Regions from separate parts of the Mus musculus genome. Here region 1 is linked to region 2. A link is a contact called in public HiCAR-type data. All regions are on one chromosome and are shown on one strand. Each heading gives the region's core, a stretch centred on a gene start, on an enhancer-like site or on the middle of the called end of the contact. The rest is flanking DNA. Distances are from core to core; before and after follow the strand shown.

The links. HiCAR-type assays count read pairs that join an accessible place to other places.
Region 1: a HiCAR-type map of astrocytes shows a contact between it and region 2, with 5 times the contacts expected there. The contact joins two enhancer-like sites. A contact is called at or near these places in 5 of 484 Hi-C or Micro-C datasets (8-cell embryo, Sertoli cells, embryonic stem cells and 1 more), 2 of 115 datasets of contacts at active chromatin or transcription factors (astrocytes and embryonic stem cells) and 1 of 9 other capture datasets (adipose tissue).

The regions. Positions count from the first base shown.
Region 1 is chr2:146,956,296-146,961,927 of GRCm38.p6, forward strand. Kiz (kizuna centrosomal protein) reads left to right here. Exons shown (of 14, transcript NM_001033298.4): 12 at 1. Among named protein-coding and RNA genes, the nearest start is that of Xrn2, 54 kb to the right of the region's middle. Within about 2 kb of position 2,831, at least 66 of the 459 cell types and tissues checked have an H3K27ac peak or open chromatin away from gene starts, as enhancers often do. A contact at or near this core is called in astrocytes, where this site is marked.
Region 2 is chr2:146,883,054-146,889,020 of GRCm38.p6, forward strand. The region is part of intron 4 of Kiz (kizuna centrosomal protein); the gene reads left to right. It also overlaps the pseudogene Gm19105. Among named protein-coding and RNA genes, the nearest start is that of Kiz, 30 kb to the left of the region's middle. Within about 2 kb of position 1,553, at least 18 of the 459 cell types and tissues checked have an H3K27ac peak or open chromatin away from gene starts, as enhancers often do. A contact at or near this core is called in astrocytes, where this site is marked.

The sequences.
Region 1 (5,632 bases), core at 1,581-4,080, 75 kb after region 2:
GGTAAAGTCGTGAAACCCTTTCTGAATAGCAGTAACAAGATGAGAAATGTCACTACGCAATGAGTTCAGCCCTGGCTGTGTGTTATTTTGTGTGTGACTTGATGGAGGGTTATGGTTTGGGTTTTTTGTTTATATAAAATAACAGCCGAAACTTTAGTCTACCTTTGAAAATATTTGCCCCAGAGCCAAGTATTGTTTTGCAGCTGTTGTTTCCTCGGTTTAAGACTCAATTGACACCTCAGTGAACCACAAATTAGCGTCTACAGCTGCTCGCAGTAGGACTGCTTAGAGACCACACAAAGGAGGCTGTCAGGAAAAGGGCAGGGAGAAGACATCAGGCCTTAAGAGAAATAAAGTGGCATGTTTCTTCTTTCTGAGACAATTGATAGACGACCGACTGGCAATTGCTCTGTATTATTTTTTATGTATGGATTTTTTTTTTAAGCAAGTCTTCCAGCCACATTACTCACTCCTTTCTTATGTGTCCTTGCTTACTCCCCTTAAAGGACAGAATGTATCTTTTCACACTTGCTAAAATGTAACACTTTTTGCAAGTTTTGTGAGCTATAATAAGTTCTGTGCTGAATTTGCCATCAGCATCGATAGTGATCATGCGGTGACTTCAAGTCACTTAGGAAACATTCATAATGTGAAGCTAAACAATTGCCTGATGCAGCGCCTACTCTTTTACTTTGGACTAAATACTATTTCAAACAGCCTGGCAGGTCTCCTTTGCAGTAGCATTGCTCGTTAAAAAAAGTGTCCTTTAGATGACTGCATACCTTTGAATTTACTACTTGACCCTGCTAAAATGTTAAAACATGACCTTTACATCGCTTCTGCCTTGTGTAATGTCCAAATAACAAAATGATCTAATCCAGAAATGTCATATTAAAAGGAAATGAAAATGGGGGAAAAAAATCTGTTCATTTGTATTTTACAGAAGCATGGCAGTATTTTAGGACCTGGGCTACTTGGATGGGTTAAGTTTCTCAAAACTTGATGAGTATCCAAAATGCGTTCTTGTTTATAAGAAATTACCTTTAATACCAGGTTTTTGTTTGTATTTTTGAGAAAGTAGGAACTTACTGGGTTTGGGAGAGTGTTGAATACTATATCGGTGGGTTATACAATAAATTCAAGTTGTGTGTCTTTTAAGAGGATTTTTAAAGGTCAGTAAATTCTACAGATAGTTTCCAGTTTTAATGTTACCATTTGGCTTAAAAAATGTATCCCTTTAGTTTTTAAGACTGTCAGAAGTATTTGTCCCCATTATGTTTTAAAAACATTAAAACAAGTCCCCATCCCACACACTGAGACAGGGTTTCTCTGTATAGCCCTGACTGTCCTGGAACTCAGTCTGTAGACCAGGCTGGCCTCAAATTCACAGAGATCCGTATTAAAGGCAAGCACCACTAGTGCCTAGCATTAAGACAAGTTCTTTATGTAGGTCCTTTGAGAAGTTCTTAAACACACTTAGAAAATAATAGGATCAGATAGGACACTTTCTCAGCCTGGTCATTTATACCTGGCCCCAGTTCGACAGAGGAAAAATAGAAATTGTTTTTCTACAAATTAAAGTATGGAGCCTCTTGTTATTATATTTCTGTATGAAATTAATTTTCAAATAAATCATAAGTAATCTCATCAGGCCCCTTTAAGAAAAAGAAACCCACTAAAAGGTCTTCCAGGAACCCTCAGTTCTGGACACTTGATAGTAATCTAGCATGAAAGGCTTTGAACGGTGAGTGTGGCTTGGTGTGCTGTTCTGCACAGTTTGGTTCTTGTGCTGGGTCTCTTATTGTTAATACCCCACCCTGGGCTTTGGAGAGCTCAGGTTTTGCTGTTTGTGCCTGGCTTTGCTGAAATTTCTTAGAGGCTTACATTTAAGGATCCCACTTACTGCAGTCACTCCTTGTGCTTTATTGCTTTTACAAGTGGTCTCGAAACCCAGTACTTGAGAATAAACATAACAGTGCTACGCTGCTGTAGCACTTTTAAAAATTCTTCTTTGCTCTGTTTTGTCAGTGAGCTGATGAGCAATCTCAAAAAAAAAAAAAAAAAAAAAAAAGACCCTGTTGGACCTTTAAAAAAAATGGCTTCCTCTGATGTCCTAGAGACAATAATTATGATGTGCTAGTTAAGCCCAAACTACAGCTGAGGGATTTTACTTTAAAGCAGGGGCTTGGGCGCAAAAATGCATTTATAGCTCTTTGTCTGCACCTCATTATGTGTGGGCCTGATTCATTAAGTAATTGGTTTGCAGTTGTTTACATGAGTATTAAGGCCTTCTTTTCAGCCGCCTTTGAGAGATACATTGTGTAAATGTTGCCTGTGATGAATGCAGAATGAGGGCCAGAGGGTCCCTCCTATTGGCTAAACAGTGCACTCTGTTGAAAAGCCAGAGAAAGGGATTGGGTGCTGCTTTGCATAGCAATGACTTTCTTAATAAGCGTTACAGATTAATACACACAAGCTATAAAAGATGCAAAGAGATACTCTTAGCACATTTATACATGCTCATTTCATTGTGACGGTGGCGGCGTCCCCGCGCTTTTAGATTCCGTTTTGCAGAGCAGAGGCTTCAGTGTGTGAGCCGTAATAGAATCCGATGTTTATTGTATTATAAATCACGGGCAAGTAGGCCGATCGGCAACAGTTTATTATTAAAGATTCTTTCAGTGTAAATCTTTTTCTACCATTGTATTTGCTTCAGTAAAATCATTTTGTGGTTGAGTGGGGATGAAAGGCATGATGTACGAAGGAGTGAGTCCTAATAGGAAGCTGTTCTCCGAGTAAAGACCACTTGTTCCCTTTTGTTCCGGGGTGCATGCCAGAGCTTCCTCTCCTCTGCAAACATTGTCTCTCTTTACCTTCCCCAGGAAGCGGCTTCACTCTCCAGGATCCATTTATTCAATGGAGAGTGTATCCTCACAGCTCCCTTGTAAGTTCAGCTTACGGGTTCCCTTGTAACTCCGGCCTTCTGGTTGAATCAAGATAAGATTTTTGCTGAAAGAAAAGAGTGTGTGCTTGCAGCATAATTGCCTAGGGGAAAGGTACTAAAAGTCACCGGACCACCCGCACCCCTTAACAGGGCCACCGTGGGTGGCATTTCTTGCCAGCCCTGCAGCCATGGGATCGGCCAGCGGAGGGCGCCAGCGTGCAGCTGATAATCAGTTGGTGGCCGCAGCTTTTCTTTCTTGTCTGGTCATTTATTTTCCCTGGAGCGGTATAAAGATACTTAGATACTAATTGTCCATTGAAGTAAAAACGAAAATTTTCTGGCAGTCCTTCATGTACCTTTATAAAGTGCACATCTCCATCTCCAGCTTAGGAAATCTGCATTGACCTTACAGTTAAGAAAAGTCACTTTATTTGACGGGAAGAAGTAAACTAGCTGGCCCAAGGACAGCAAAAATTACAGCACGTGCTGTAGGAGCTCCAACTGGCCATCAGGGGGCGCTCAGACTTTGTCAATTTAAACAGCCTCGGACTTTGGCGACCTTTAAAATTTAAGATTGGTATTTGTGGAGATTTGTTGGTATGGTTATTATTTATACTTTCGTTTCTTTCTGGATTACTTTTTCTCCTACATTTTTCCCAGAAAAAAATGTCTATTTTTGAAGGAAAGAAAATCCAGCCAAAGATGCTATTTGAAAAATTTTAATACTGATTACAAATCCACAGAAATTTTTGTGGTTCACAGCCAAGATAATACATCTTCTCATAGGTGGACTTGCCTCTCTTTTCATGTGTGTGTGTGTGTGTGTGTCGGTGTGTGTGTGTGTCGGTGTGTGTGTGTGTCTGTGTGTGTGTGTGTGTCTGTGTGTGTGTGTGTCTGTGTGTGTGTGTGTCTGTGTGTGTGTGTGTGTGTCTGTGTGTGTGTCTGTGTGTGTGTCTGTGTGTGTGTGCGTCTGTGTGTGTGTGTGTGTGTGTCTGTGTGTGAGTGTGTGTGTGTGTGTGTGTCTGTGTGTGTGTGTGTCTGTGTGTGTGTGTCTGTGTGTGTGTGTGTCTGTGTGTGTGTGTGTGTGTCTGTGTGTGTGTGTGTGTCTCTGTGTGTGTGTGTCTGTGTGTGTGTGTGTGTGTCTGTGTGTGTGTGTGTCTGTGTGTGTGTGTGTGTGTGTGTCTGTGTGTGTGTGAGTGTGTCTGTGTGTGTGTGTGTAGGCCAGAGGTTAATGCTGGATGTTCTTCTTGATAGCTCTATACCGTATTTTTCAATACAAGTTCTCTCAGTGTACTTGAAGCTCATCCATTTGCCTAGATGCAGCCACTGAGTTCCAAGAAGCTGCCTGATTCCATCCCACCCTGACCCCAGCACTAGAGTTACAGACACACATCCAGTTTTGACATGGGCACTGGGGATCCAAACTCGGGTCTTCATGTTTCACAGTAGGCATGTACTGACAGAGCCATATCAGTGGCCCTCCAGTCTTACAATTAGGCCCTAGAACAGGATGATGCGTCCCACTGAGGGCCATTTCTTAATTGTCCTCAACGTCACAAGTTGTATTCTTGGCAGGATCCTCAGAGTTAATTGCCAAATTCGAGTGGACCCCAAATCCAGTAATTCAGGTGTGTTTGTTAGTGGGATGTGGATTCCCCCCCCCCCCGGTATAAGGGAGGGAATGGCAGTCAGTATGTTGCTAACATTACCATAGTCCCCAAGTCTTCTAGTCTCTAAATTTGTCCACCTTTCAGGACCAGAAGTGAGTACCAAGCCCCATCCCAACTCTTCTGCTGTTGCTGTCTTGAGAAGGCTTATTGCATGCACCCCCTCCAGATAGAACAGCCACATTCTAGTGCTCTTGCTGGCCTGCTATGTAGACTTAAAGGGTGTCCTTCATGGTACCAGGTCAGATGCCATGCCCTAATGCAACATGCTATTCCATGCCTTTGGCCTTTCTGTTGTTTGGCTGGGATACACCTACTCAAATGCTTCCTGGGCAGAGGGTGGCTGTGCCATATACCATTCTAGTGGCCCCATGGTCCCATTTCTGTCACCACCTAGCTAGGTATAGGAGCTTGTTTCCCCTCCCCATGTGAGCTTCTCATTGGTCTGGCAGGTTTATCAGCAGAGCTGGGTAACTGCTGGACTTTCTGAGAGTGCTCAGCAGTTCACTCAAGCCTTCTTCGTGATGCAAAGCCACTTGCAAAGTGCCTCACCTCTGTCTGGTTCACCTTCCTGGCCTGTGGGACAATGTGTATTCTATCCAGTTATCTACAAGTGGTATGTGTAGGAGAGGCGTATGCATTTTCAAATGGAAATCTTAGCTCACTTCAAATTAGATTGCCTTCCCAAACTGTTCCAAAGCCATCTGCAGTCACAGTTTCAAGGAACAGGAAGGAGGTGGGCGTGCTTACAGGAAGCCTTCATGGGGTCTTTCCTGGCTCTGTCCTGTATGCTGAGGAGACTTGTCTTGGTCTTGACCTTCATGAGGATGTGGAGGCTCTTGGCATATGTCAGGGACCTGAAACAGCATTCCCAGCTGTGCCCTCCTTCGGGTGCCCTTGTCTTCAGTGAGTACTTTTGAAGGCAGAACTGGAGTGTGTTCTACTTTTTTTTTTTCTTACAAAGTGCCAAGTTTCCTGTGGTATTTTCATTTACACTTAGTTTGCTGGTTAGTTTTTGTCA
Region 2 (5,967 bases), core at 303-2,802:
GGAGAAAGAAAGAGAAGAGAAAGAGAGAGAGAGAGGGAGAGAGAGAGAGAAAGAGAAAGAGGAAGAGAAAGAGAAAGAGAAAAAAAGGAAAAGAAAAAGAGAAGCCTTATTGGACCCTAAATCTGCCACTACTTTTGATCTTGCTCTTTGCAGCCTCTATGACTGTGGGAAAGATATCTGATATTCTGAGCTCTCTACTCTTTTTTTTTTTTTTTTTTAATGTGTTCCGTTTGCTCTGTTCCACTGGGAATTTCTCACCTACAAGCATGGTAGTGATCTTTAGTTTCTTGTGAGTCCTTGCCTCGTTTTAGTGTGAAGAATCAGTTTCAGAGAGTGAATATTTCTTCCTTGCCTGTTTTTACAAAATCTTGGAAATGACTGGCATAAATCCTCCTTTAAACACGTGGTAAAATCCACTGTTCCCAGACTTGTCTTGGTGAGAAATTACGATCACTGAGTGAATCACTTGACCTATAAGTCTGTTCAGATTCTGTGCTTCTTTTTGGTAATACCTTTCTAAGAATTTATTGAATTTGAGGCAGTGTTTCTGTTTATTAGTATAAACTTACTCCTGGATTTCTCCTAGATTTTTTAATGAAAGATTAGTAGCAAATTACCTATCCACTTACATTTCTGATTGTAGTGAATTGAGTCATTGCTCTTTTCTCTTGACGAGAGCATTCAAAAGGTTTTTAACTGGTTGATCTTTTCAAAGAATTGCAGTTTGGCTGGCTGCTTCACTGTGAGTGGCTCTGTTCTCTGAATGGCAAGTTTGCTGTTATCTTTAGCCTTGCTTTGGATTTAGTTTTCCTTTGGAAGCTAATGAGTATAGATATGTTTTGGTTTATTCTTTACTGTGTTGAACTCTGTTATGTAGGGTCATGTCTTTCATCTAATTTGGGAAGTTTTCTTCTTATTTCTTCAGAACTCTATTGTTGGAAAGCCTTGTGTGAAACCGTGCTGCTTAACCACCTTCAGAATGATGGGGTTTCCTGGCCAAGCTAAGCCAAGTCTTTTCCTGAGTCTGCACAGAAGACTGACTCAGTTTCAGAGGGAGATGAAACAGATTTGCCAACATTCAACAAAGCAGAAATCTCAAGAAAAACATTACAGGGGCTGCAGAGATGGCTCAGTCAGAATACTTGGCTGTTCAGATCCCTAGCATCTAATGTAAAAAAGCCCGCACTGTGCTATACATGTGCGATCCCAGCCTAGTGAACAGAGACAATGGAGATCCCTGGAATTTACTGGTCAGACAGCCCCAGGTTCAGACAGACTTTGTCTCAAAAAAAGAAAAAGAAAAAAATTGAGGAAGACATCTGACATCAATCTCCGGCCTCCTTGTGCATACATACATATGCACAAACATGGACACATATGCACGTGACTCCCCCATTTCCTAAGCAAGCTGGAGCACCTCCCTCCAGCACTTTTTTAAAGCTAGATCCGTGCATATTTCTCCCAGTTTGGCACTACTACAAGACTCAGACTGACCAAAAGTAAAAGGATTTGGAAATAGCTGTAGCTCTTCCTTTGTGGGGTGGGAGTCTGACGATGTTGCCAAGATGGTTGTGGAAACAATGAACAACTACCGTTTTGGTGAAAGACTTCAGCTGTGTTGTTTTATGCCAACAGAAAAAGTACATGTAGAGCTTTTAAAAGAGTAGAATGTGCCATTTCCTTCGCCATCATATCCAGCAGTGAAACGGGATAATCAGAATTGGAAATGTGGGCCAAAAATAGAAGAGTGATTTAAAAGGAAACAAAAGTTACTCCGGAAGAGATTAGCTGAAGAAAGAATTCATTATAGCGTTCCCCATCCGCTTTACCTTATATGAAAGAGGAGGTTTCAGGCTTCTAGAAGGAAAAAGAGAAAAGGGCTTCACGGGGCGCTCCTGACCCTTCTGTGAAGCCCCATACCAGCCAGGGCCTAGCCAGTTTGTATGCCATTTTTAGAAAGACAAATCAGAAGTGGCTGAAACAAATGATGATAAAGATAATGGGATTGTTTTTAAACAGATTGTGTCCATTGTAAAAGAAAATATCCAAAAGCCTCCACACCTCTCCACTCAGAGACAGAAAGACAAAGAGGCAAACCCGTCAGCGATGCTGAGTGCGTGCATATAGCATGTATTCTGAAAAACTGTGATGCTCCCATTATGGGGGCTGACTGTTTTCTACAGTAAAAGACAAGCACTGACCAGACTTTTGAGGAAAACAACTGTTTGTTCTTGTGAGGAAGGAGAGTAGAGAGTGGTTTGGCTGCTGCACCCCTCCTGAAGTCTAGGGCCGTGTTCCAGTGCAGTCACTTGTTCTGTCCTCATCTGGTATCTTCTAGTTTTCAGATGTTATGGTTCCCCTTAAACTATAAAAGGATCACCAATAACTGTAACCTTTCATGACCAGCAAAGAACGATTCCCAGTCCCCTTTGACTATCTCTGTACTGGTTGTGACTATTTAACCCAAAACCTATTGAGATTTCAGCATCTGGTGGCTGAAGCCGTAAGTTATATGGGAGTGAGAAGACAGTCCAGGTGTTAGTACAGTTTGTATTTGTAGTCAAATACTAATTCTGATTCAGAAAATCTTCTTTCAATAAAAACGTTACATTGGTTTTTGGTGAACTAACCTGATTTGGTAACTATCATCTTATGTTAGTATCATTAGTATGGAATTGTGTTTCAGATTCAAACCATGACTGAAAAATAGATATTTTTATAAGATTCATATATGAGTCATGCTTAGGGTTTTTAGAGAATAATACCTTTTCATTTGTATTTAAGTTTCTGGTACCCTTGAAATGTGCTTATTCCAAAGTTGTAAAGATTATTGCTGCCTTCTTCCCCCATAGCCTTTCTTTTCATCTAGGCTTTAATGTATTTGATATTGTAAATGGTGTTCTGAGGCTGAAAGCTTTCTTCATTCTTTTTTGTCTCAAATGACACAATTTCAGTCTACCTGTTTCAGCATTGCTAATTCTGTTAGGTCTGCTGCCGAGCCCCGAGTCTTCATTTCAATGATGGTTTAAATGATCTATGTCTCTTGCGCTGTGTTTTAAACCTCAGTTTTACTCACTTTTGCTCACTTAGCAAGTGAGCTACATCTCTAGCCCTATAATTTGTTTTGAGACAGTACCTCACTGTGTAGACAGTGTCTCACTATGTAGGTTGGGCTGGCCTGGAATTCTCCTTGAATTCCATGAGGCTGTCCTTGAAACCAGGGATCTGCCTGTCTCTGCCAGAGTGCCAGGATAAAGGCATGTCCTACCATCCACATGCTAGCCCTAAAATATTTTCAAATTCTTTTGAGATCGTATCTCATGTACCTCAGTCTGACTTCGTATCTCATGTATCTCTGTGTGGCTAGGCTGGCCTTGAACTCCTTATCCTCCTTCCTCTACCTCCTCACTTCTGGGATTGCAAGTATACCTGGCTTCAGCCTATAATTCATACATCTTTATAATGTTTTCTATTTGAGAACATTGCATTCTCATATTTAAAATCCCTTTCTGTCTCTGTCTCTGTCTCTGTCTCTGTCTCCCCCTCTCCCTTGTTCATCCCCCTTTTGAGGTTGGTCTCAGTAAGCATATCTATTGGCTTCAAGGTCATTCATTCATCTGTGTGCCTCTAGAGTCAGCCTCTGGATGCTAGGATACTTTTAATTCTATGGACATGGTTTCCTTTAACTGTTTAGGCTTATTTAGCTAGTTATAGATAATTTAATATCTTTATCTAGTAAGTTTAACACTTGGACTTTCTCAGAGATAGTTTCTACTGATCAGAAATGCCTACTGCAATAGACAGTGTGGTTTTTTTTTTCCATTTTGTTTTCAAGTAATTAAATGTGGCAATTGTGAAAGTTCTACCCTCTCAGTATCTGTTGTTAATTGCCATTTGTTTTGTGACCTAGATATGTGGAATGTGTGTGTGTGTTTTATTTTGTTTTGCTTTGTTTGGTGTTTTTTGTTTTGTTTTTAGTTTGTTTGTTTGTTTTTGGGTTTTTTGAGACAGGGTTTCTCTGTATAGCCCTGGCTGTCCTGGAACTCACTTTGTAGACCAGGCTGGTGTTGAACTCAGAAATCTGCCTGTCTCTGCCCCCAAGTTCTGGGATTAAAGGTGTGCACCACCACTGCCTGGCATGTGTTGTTTTCCATATGTGGTCAATGAGGTTTCTGTTAAATTTACTTAATAACCATTAGCTTTCTTTGGTGCCTGAGACTAGAATTGTCGTCACCTTTGCTAAGAGTTTCTAGATATACATTGCACATACCCACACTCCGCTGAGCAGTTCATAGCTCCACCTTGGCCTTTACTTCTTGCTTAGAGCCTCAGAGTGAGCTAGAGGTGAGAGCTCAGGCAGTTACTTCATGGAAACTTTTTTTCTTGACCATTTCCTATAGCTGGGGCATGTGGGTGGTCATCTAGATAGAGTCTCACGAGTATACTAGAACCTTCTGGAGTTCTTCAACCCAGTAGGCCGTACTTTGTATGGTACTGCCTTGGGCAGCTTTCACATTAAAAAACTGGTTCTGATTATTTTCAACAAACTTGGCTTGGGATCAAAGCTATTTGCACTGGGTTAGTTCAAAGCTGGTTCAAGTCAAAACAGTCTTTTGCATGGAGTTCCCCAAGGAACTACCAGATAGCCAAATGATGACTGTTGTCAGGAAATGGGGCCTCGAAAGAATTCTGCCTCCATTTTTTTTTTTTTTCCAATGGCTGCTTGGCTGGGTTTTCTCTGTGAGCACAGTGGTCAAGTTGGCCAGCACCTGAGAACCCAGAAGCTTACTGTGTTTTCAAGGTCTAACTGGTTCTCTTAAATAAATGCTCCCCAGATTTCTAGAAAGCTGGTCAAGTTCCAGAGTTCCAAAGAGCTTTTCAGGGTTCCTCAGCTCTGCTACAAAGCAGAGACTGTTTAGCACTCTTGATTTCGTTACCTTGCTCTGGCATCCTTGATCTGTGTGTGTGTGGGTGGGGTGGGGGGAAGTGGAGGAGTGATTTTAGTTTTGTTATACCAAGATTAGAAGAGACAATGTTTGAAGAGACATATGGCCTGGATTCTGTTGTTGTTCTCTCTTGACACTTCTTGTCTTGCAGTTTGGTTGTTCGTATTTCCATCTGTGGAGGAAAGGTGCCTGGTCCATTTTGCATCTCCCCACCTGCAGTGTGGGCCTGTGGGAAGGAGTACTCCGCCTGTAGGAGTGCTCTGCTCCTTCTGAAAGAAAAGCACTTAACTTCTAAAGACTTGTAGTTCAGCTTGTCACCATGTTCTCTGTCCCAGCCATGTTTTCGGCTCAGCTTGCCTCTGTCTTCTCTCCTTTTTCCTACCCTTCAAAGACCAGGCTCAGAGTTTCCCATAAACATACTAGTAAATTTAAATTACTTAAAAATTTCTTAAAGATGTTCAGGAAATTTTGATTTTGATATTAATATTCTATATATGTTGTTATATGCCTTAATGTCATTATGAAGGTCACCACTGGTGGTTTTTATTTTCTACATAGCACTAGAAATAGAGTTTGAACCCTACTACTCTCTGTCCTATGTATTCCCCTGGTTTGCTTTTTTTTTTTTTTCCTGTCACATTTCTTTATAGCAGTGTTGAATGAGCTCTGTGTAGAGTGCATTCAAAACTCACCACTTTTTAGGGATTGGCACTGGGGTACTATATGCATAGCCAAAAATTTACTAATGCCATTTCCTTTCAGCCATGTACTTCAGCTGGGCTAAACACATGCTTTTGTTCTTCAGAAATGAATTCCATAGTTCATTGGCAATAGTTGCTGTGTGCAGCAACATTGTATTACAGTAATAATCTGGACTGTAGCGGAGCTGGCTAATTCATTAAGTGGGAGTGCATGTTTATCAGTGGTAGGAGTTGACATCCATGTTTATGCTTCCTTTCCCTCCTTCCCTCTCAACTTTATTACTCATATGCAACATGTCTAACTCACACCTCTTCTGCAG